Linked DNA regions of Macaca mulatta: region 2 is linked to region 1. The links are chromatin contacts, called in public Hi-C maps. All regions are on one chromosome and are shown on one strand. The core of a region is the stretch at or near the end of the contact, and the rest is flanking DNA. Distances in the headings are between cores, read along the strand shown. Region 1 holds the start of SLC17A5 (solute carrier family 17 member 5). Region 2 holds the start of EEF1A1 (eukaryotic translation elongation factor 1 alpha 1).

The links. Hi-C and Micro-C count contacts between places; a contact is called where the count stands out from the background.
Region 2: a Hi-C map of fetal cortex germinal zone shows a contact between it and region 1, with 2.8 times the contacts expected there. The contact joins the promoter of EEF1A1 here to the promoter of SLC17A5 in region 1. A contact is called at or near these places in 3 of 14 Hi-C or Micro-C datasets (CD4 T cells, fetal cortex germinal zone and fetal cortical plate).

What each region holds. Positions count from the first base shown.
Region 1 is chr4:112,020,208-112,023,553 of T2T-MMU8v2.0, forward strand. It overlaps SLC17A5 (solute carrier family 17 member 5), which reads left to right and starts at 1,706. Exons shown (of 11, transcript NM_001260632.1): 1 at 1,706-1,872. The coding sequence starts at 1,779.
Region 2 is chr4:112,151,090-112,154,435 of T2T-MMU8v2.0, forward strand. EEF1A1 (eukaryotic translation elongation factor 1 alpha 1) reads left to right here and starts at 1,470. Exons shown (of 8, transcript NM_001195750.1): 1 at 1,470-1,482; 2 at 2,429-2,602; 3 at 2,957-3,136; 4 at 3,257-3,346. The coding sequence starts at 2,459.

The DNA.
Region 1 (3,346 bases), core at 456-2,955:
CAATATAGGCTGGCCGACTCCAGACCCAAAGCAGATGATGGTGCACATGCCTGGAGACCCAGGACCTATGGTGCAGATCAAGTCTGAGGACACTCTGCTGGAGAAGTCTCCCTTGCTTAGGGAAGAGAAGTGGGGAAGTCGGATTTTTTATTCTAGACAGGCCTTCAATTGATTGAATGAAGCTCACCCAGATTATGGAAGGGAGCCATATTTACCCAAAGTTCAATGATTTTAGTGTTAACCTCATCCAAAGACATCCAGCAAGTTAACACATAAAATCAACCATCACACCAGATCTGCCGAATCTGAATCTACATTTTAAAAGGATTTGCCAGGTGACTCTGCATAATCAAGTTTGAAAATGGCATTTTTCTATAACCCTTAGAGAGTAAAAATCTACGTGGTAATTCAGTAACTCAGAAACAAGGCTTGATTTGCTGCTTTAACTTGAGAACTTTCCTAGCATTTACTGATCTGGAATGCCTACAGAAATCCTCCCCCCCCCTTCTAGGTAAAGGACCCTCCCCTTTGTTCCCACGTGGACCTCACTAAACTTCTAACCTGGTTTACTGAATTAGTGGCTTGCGGGTCTTCCCTGTCTACACCAAACTCTCCGAGAACATCTACATCTTATTTTCTACCTCCACAGAGACAGCCTTTATTAGCGGCTCCAGATCTACCCTGCCAAGGCAAGCTGGGTTTTCCTAGTTTCACTTTCTCAGAGTCCGCAAATGCTAGCACAATCTATCCAAATTCTATCGTGGAGATATAATATGCACACATACATCATACATCAGAGGATTCCATAGGTCGAACCATATGAAACTACCTATGTTGATTATTTTTACCTATAAAACCAGCAACATCATAGGACGCAACAAATTTCCATTGCTGTTTTCCCACCTCAAAGCTATTTTAGAGCGGGGAGCTGTGGCTCACGCCTGTAATCCCCGCACTTTGGGAGGCCGAGGATGATTGCTTGAGCCCAGGAGTTCGAAACCAAGCCTGGGCAATACAAGGAGACCTCGCCTCTACAAAAATAAAAACCAAATTAGCCATACGTGGTGGCATGCGCCTGTAGTCCCAGCTACTTGGGGGCGCTGAAGAGAATCGCTTGAGTCCAGGAGTTCGAGGGTGCGGTGAGCTGTGATTGCGCCACTGCATTCCAGCTTGGGCAACAGAGCAAGACCCTGTCTGGGGGGGGGGGGGGAACTATTTTAGGGACAATATGCCGTCACAGTCACGGGGTAGATCGTACAAAGGTTGCTAACAGTATGGCACTGAGTGCTAACAACTGAATGTCAAATTATGAAAAGCACACCACCCACTTCCCTAGTTCGGGCGAAGCCCTCCCCATAATTACGTGCAATTCTAGTCCCCACTGCCCGCCCGCAAGCTCCCACTCATCCTCCCTGCGGGAAAGGCGGCCCCTGCACTTTACAAGGGGGTGCAGGAGCGGGAGACTGTCGTCTGAACACCGGCTCCCCGGCAAGCGTAGACCGGCGGGACGAGCTCACTGCGCCAATCCTGCCAGAACTCCCGGAACTCCGCTTCCCTAGTCCAACCCACGACACAGTTGCCCACATCTAAGATGGCGGCGGGGGCGGAGTCGGCGCGGCCACTTCTGGGCGGGACCGCGGGGACAAGACGTGGCCACAGGGCGGTGCCAGCGTCCCCGCCCCGCCCGGTCCGGCCAGCTTGGCCCGGGGGCTTCGGGCTGTCGGGCCGGCGCGCCCTTCTCTGCCAGGTGGCGAGGACACCTGCTCCACGTAGGCGTCATGAGGTCCCCAGTTCGAGACCTGGCCCGGAACGATGGCGAGGAGAGTACGGACCGCACGCCTCTTCTGCCGGGCGCCCCACGGGCCGAAGCCGGTAAGCGGCGGGGTCGTCCAGGGGCTTCGGGTGGGCGGCGGTCCTGGGGGCGGCGGTCTCTGGGCGGGCATGGCCCTGGTACCCGCACCTTGCGCTGGCGGGACCGGAGCTGCTCAGGTGCGAGGGGACATTAGGAGGGGAGCCCGTTCAGAGTCCCGCTCAGTTCCGCCTGCCTCAGTGCGCAGAAGCCCCTCGGGGACCCCGGGGGCCGCGACCGTGATCGCGGAGCCGACCCGGGGCCTTGGCGGGTGCGGCCCCACGGGGCGGGGGCGGGGAGCGGCTGCGCAGCAGGCTCTGAGCTGATAGTTATTTTGGGTAGTGCTGAGCAAGGGACCCAGTGGAAGAACGAACTGGGAGAGAACCATCAAATGAATGGGCTAAGGTCCGGGCGGAGGACCCCAGTGTAAGAGCAAACTGGAGGAGAAACCTGCAGATCAGTAGGCAGAGGGCTGTCCTTCCCTGTCACCGCTAGGTTTCCGCCACTGCGTATCCGCCAGCATGTGACCTGGTAGCTTTTTAGGCGGGGAGGGAGACAAAAAAGGACTGGGGTTAACGTTTGTGAGTATGCAGAGGGCAATTATTGCATAACCCAGCGACTATTTGACGTTGTACAGTAAGAGACTAAAAACATCGAAAACATTTTTTTAAGTTAGGAAACAGTTCAGTTATCCTCAGGATACCTACAGAGTTCTAAGGTAGTTTGCCAGAGGTCTTGGAACAAATCGAAAAGGAGGTACTTCATAAAGCATCTTCCCTGAATTTGAGAAAATTAAAATATTTTGCTATTTGACACTTTTGTAATATAGTTTATTTAAAAGTAAGGAAAACTAAAGAACAAATCAGTTTGAATGCATTCTATAGTTTCAAAGATCTGTGTGTAAGAAAGAGTTGCACTGGAAATTTGACTTTGGCTGACCCAGAATTGTATAGTTTTCTATATTTTTATTTGTTTTTAATGTTACCAGATGGTGGCAGTAGAGGTGGCAACATTATAGCTCCATCTGGCAGCTGGGAGCTTATTTTAGTCAACACAAACTGTAAATACCATACCATAGTTAAGTTTTACCTGGCAGTCGGACTTAGTTCCATAAACTGATCATTTTCTGCGGCTTGTAGAGTTCAAATTGTATGATATTCCTCATAAAATAATATAGAAATACAGAAATAAAAGTTATAATAAAGATATTTCCCAGAGACTATTACATTGTTACAGTTGAAAAATAGGTATACGTATAATCAAAATTTAGCACAAATGTTAAACATTATTCTCAGGAAAATGCAGATTAAAACCACAACGATGCACTATACACCCACTAGAATAGCTAAAATCCAAAAGGCTGAGAATACCAAATGTTGGCAGAGATGTGGATAGAAAAGTTATACATCTCAATTAAGATTGAGATGGACAAATGTATAAATTTATCATGTAAATTATACTTCAATAAAGTTGATTTTTAAGAAGTAGCTCATAGCA
Region 2 (3,346 bases), core at 220-2,719, 130 kb after region 1:
TCTCCAGAAGGAACTCCACAGTACTTAGCGTTGGCCACATAGTAGGTTCTCAAATACTTGTTAATAAATAAGTTTGTTCGAGAAGCTGGGCAGTAATATTCTACAGCTGGAAGAAGAAACATAATGATCTAGTAATTAGCTCATTAAAAATAAACGTTCTTCATTCCTCAGAGGAGCATTTCCCAAGGCCTGTCTTGATAGCCATCCAAAACGGCCAAGCTCATCCAATCTTGCCCTAGATTTATGCTAAAATGCAGTTACAATCTATAGGATGACAGAAAAAGAAAGCACTTATTTAAATATAATAGGCACTTATTTAAATAGGAGAAGCTGTGACTTCATAGCAAGTGTTGGGGTTAGGAAACTGGGTGGATAAACTTGCTGATGCTGTAGATCTTAGTCTCTACATGAGATCACGTGGAAAATCTGAATTTGAAAGCTTTTTAGCTTCCTTATGTTTGCAATCAAATGACTGTACACCTTTTAATTTAAAAAGTACCATGAGGCACACACACACTCGCAGGAACTTTTTGGCGTAACAAAACTAGAATTAGATCTAAAGCTAACTGTAGGACTGAGTCTATTCTAAACTGAAAGCCTGGACATCTGGAGTACCAGGGGGAGATGACGTGTTACGGGCTTTGATAAAAGCAGCTGGCTTTGAATGGAAGGAGCCAAGAGGCCAGCACAGGAGCGGATTCGTCGAGCTCACGGCCATCGAGCCGAACCTCTCGCAGGTCCGTGAGCCGTTAAGGAGTCCTCCAGTCCAGACCCTTCGCCCCAAGCCCCTCGGGGTCCCCGGGCCTGGTACTCCTTGCCACGCGGGAGGGGCGCGGAAGCCGGGGCGGAGGAGGAGCCAACCCGGGGCTGGGCTGAGACCGGCAGAAGACGACGCTCTAGGGATTTGTCACGGACTAGCGAGATAGCAAGGCTGAGGACAGGAGGCTGATTGGGGGGCGAAGGTACACCCTAATCTCAACACAACCTTTGGGGCTAAGCTAGCAATGGTAGAGGAAAGATTCTGGACGTCCCTTCCAGGCCGCCACCTCGTCGCCTCCCCCTCCCCCTCCTCTTCCCCCCCCGCCCCGGCCGGAGCTGAGAGTAATTCATACAAAAGGACTCGCCCCTGCCTTGGGGAATCCCAGGGACCGTCGTTAAACTCCCACTAACCTAGAACCCAGAGATCGCTGCGTTCCCGCCCCCTCACACGCCCGCTCTCGTCATCACCAAGGTGGAGAAGAGCATGCGTGAGGCTCCGGTGCCCGTCAGTGGGCAGAGCGCACATCGCCCACAGTCCCCGAGAAGTTGGGGGGAGGGGTCGGCAATTGAACCGGTGCCTAGAGAAGGTGGCGCGGGGTAAACTGGGAAAGTGATGTCGTGTACTGGCTCCGCCCTTTTCCCGAGGGTGGGGGAGAACCGTATATAAGTGCAGTAGTCGCTGTGAACGTTCTTTTTCGCAACGGGTTTGCCGCCAGAACACAGGTAAGTACTGTGTGTGGCTCCTGCGGGCCTGGCCTCTTTACGGGCTATGGCCCTCGCGTGCCTTTTATTACTTACACGCCCCTGGCCGCTGTACGTGATTCTTGATCCCGAGCTTCGGGTTGGAAGTGGGTGGGAGAGGTCGAGGCCTTGCACTTAAGGAGTCCCTTCGCCTCGTGCTTGAGTCGAGGCCTGGCTTGGGCTCTGGGGCTGCCGCGTGCGAATCTGGTAGCACCTTCGCGCCTGCCCCGCTGCTTTCACTAAGTTTCTAGCCATTTAAAATTTTTGATGACCAGCTGCAACGCCTTTTTCCTGGCGAGATAATCTTATAAATGCGGACCAGGATCTGCACACTGATATTGGGGTTTTGGGGGCCGCGGGCTGCGACGGGGCTCGTGCGTCCCAGCGCACATGTTCGGCGAGGCGGGGCCTGCGAGCGCGGCCACCGAGAGTCGGACGGGGGGAGTCTCAAGCTGGCCGTCCTGCTCTGGTGCCGGGCCTCGCGCGGCGGTGTGTCGCCCCGCCCTGGTCGGCAAGCCTGGCCCGGTCGGCACCAGTTGCGTGAGCGGAAAGATGGCCGCTTCCCGGCCCTGCCGCAGGGAGCTCAAAATGGAGGACGCGGCGCCCGGGAGAGCGGGCGGGTGAGTCACCCACACAAAGGAAAAGGGCCTTTCCCTCCTCGGTCGCCGCTTCATGTGACCCCACGGAGTACCGGGCGCCGTCCAGGCACCTCGATTAGTTCTCCGAGCTTTTGGAGTACGTCTTCCTTAGGTTTGGGGGAGGGGTTTTGTGCGGTGGAGTTTCCCCACACTTGGTGGGTGGAGACTGAAGAGTTAGGCCAGCTTGGCGCTCGATGTAATTCTCCTTGGAATTTGCCCTTTTCGAATTTGGATCTTGGCTTATTCTCAAGCTTCAGACAGTGGTTCAAAGTTTTTTTCTCCCATTTCAGGTGTCGTGAAAACTACCCCTAAAAGCCAAAATGGGAAAGGAAAAGACTCATATCAACATTGTCGTCATTGGACACGTAGATTCGGGCAAGTCCACCACTACTGGCCATCTGATCTACAAATGCGGTGGCATCGACAAAAGAACCATTGAAAAATTTGAGAAGGAGGCTGCTGAGGTATGGGAAAGATGAACTAAAATGAGTTTTACCAGCAGAATCATTAAGTGGTAGTGATTTCCCCAGAACTAGTGAGTGGTTTAGATCTGACCCTACTTATTAAAATAGTTTGCTTTTGGTTACTTCTGTAACCGTATTGCTAGTGAGTAGTTTCGATTTGGATATTAATAGTCAAGATCCTACTTTAAAAAGTTTGCTTTTTGGTTGCTTCTGTAACCCTATCTAAGTGACTAAAATTGCTTAGGACTTGCAGTTGTAAAGTGGAAACTATGTGCCAATTAAGGGCTGGGGGCAAAGAAATTGAAGCTGGAGTTTGTGTGTTAGTAACCAAGTAACAACTCTTAATCCTTACAGATGGGAAAGGGCTCCTTCAAGTATGCCTGGGTCTTGGATAAACTGAAAGCTGAGCGGGAACGTGGTATCACCATTGATATCTCCTTGTGGAAATTTGAGACCAGCAAGTATTATGTGACTATCATTGATGCCCCAGGACACAGAGACTTCATCAAAAACATGATTACAGGGACATCTCAGGTTGGTGGGATTAATAATTCTAGGTTGTTTTTTTTTTTTTTTTTCCCTGAAATGCCTGTCTTGTGCATTGGTTTTGTCCTTTGGAGAGTTGACAGGGATATGTCTTTGCTTTCTTTAAAGGCTGACTGTGCTGTCCTGATTGTTGCTGCTGGTGTTGGTGAATTTGAAGCTGGTATCTCCAAGAATGGGCAGACCCGAGAGCATGCTCTT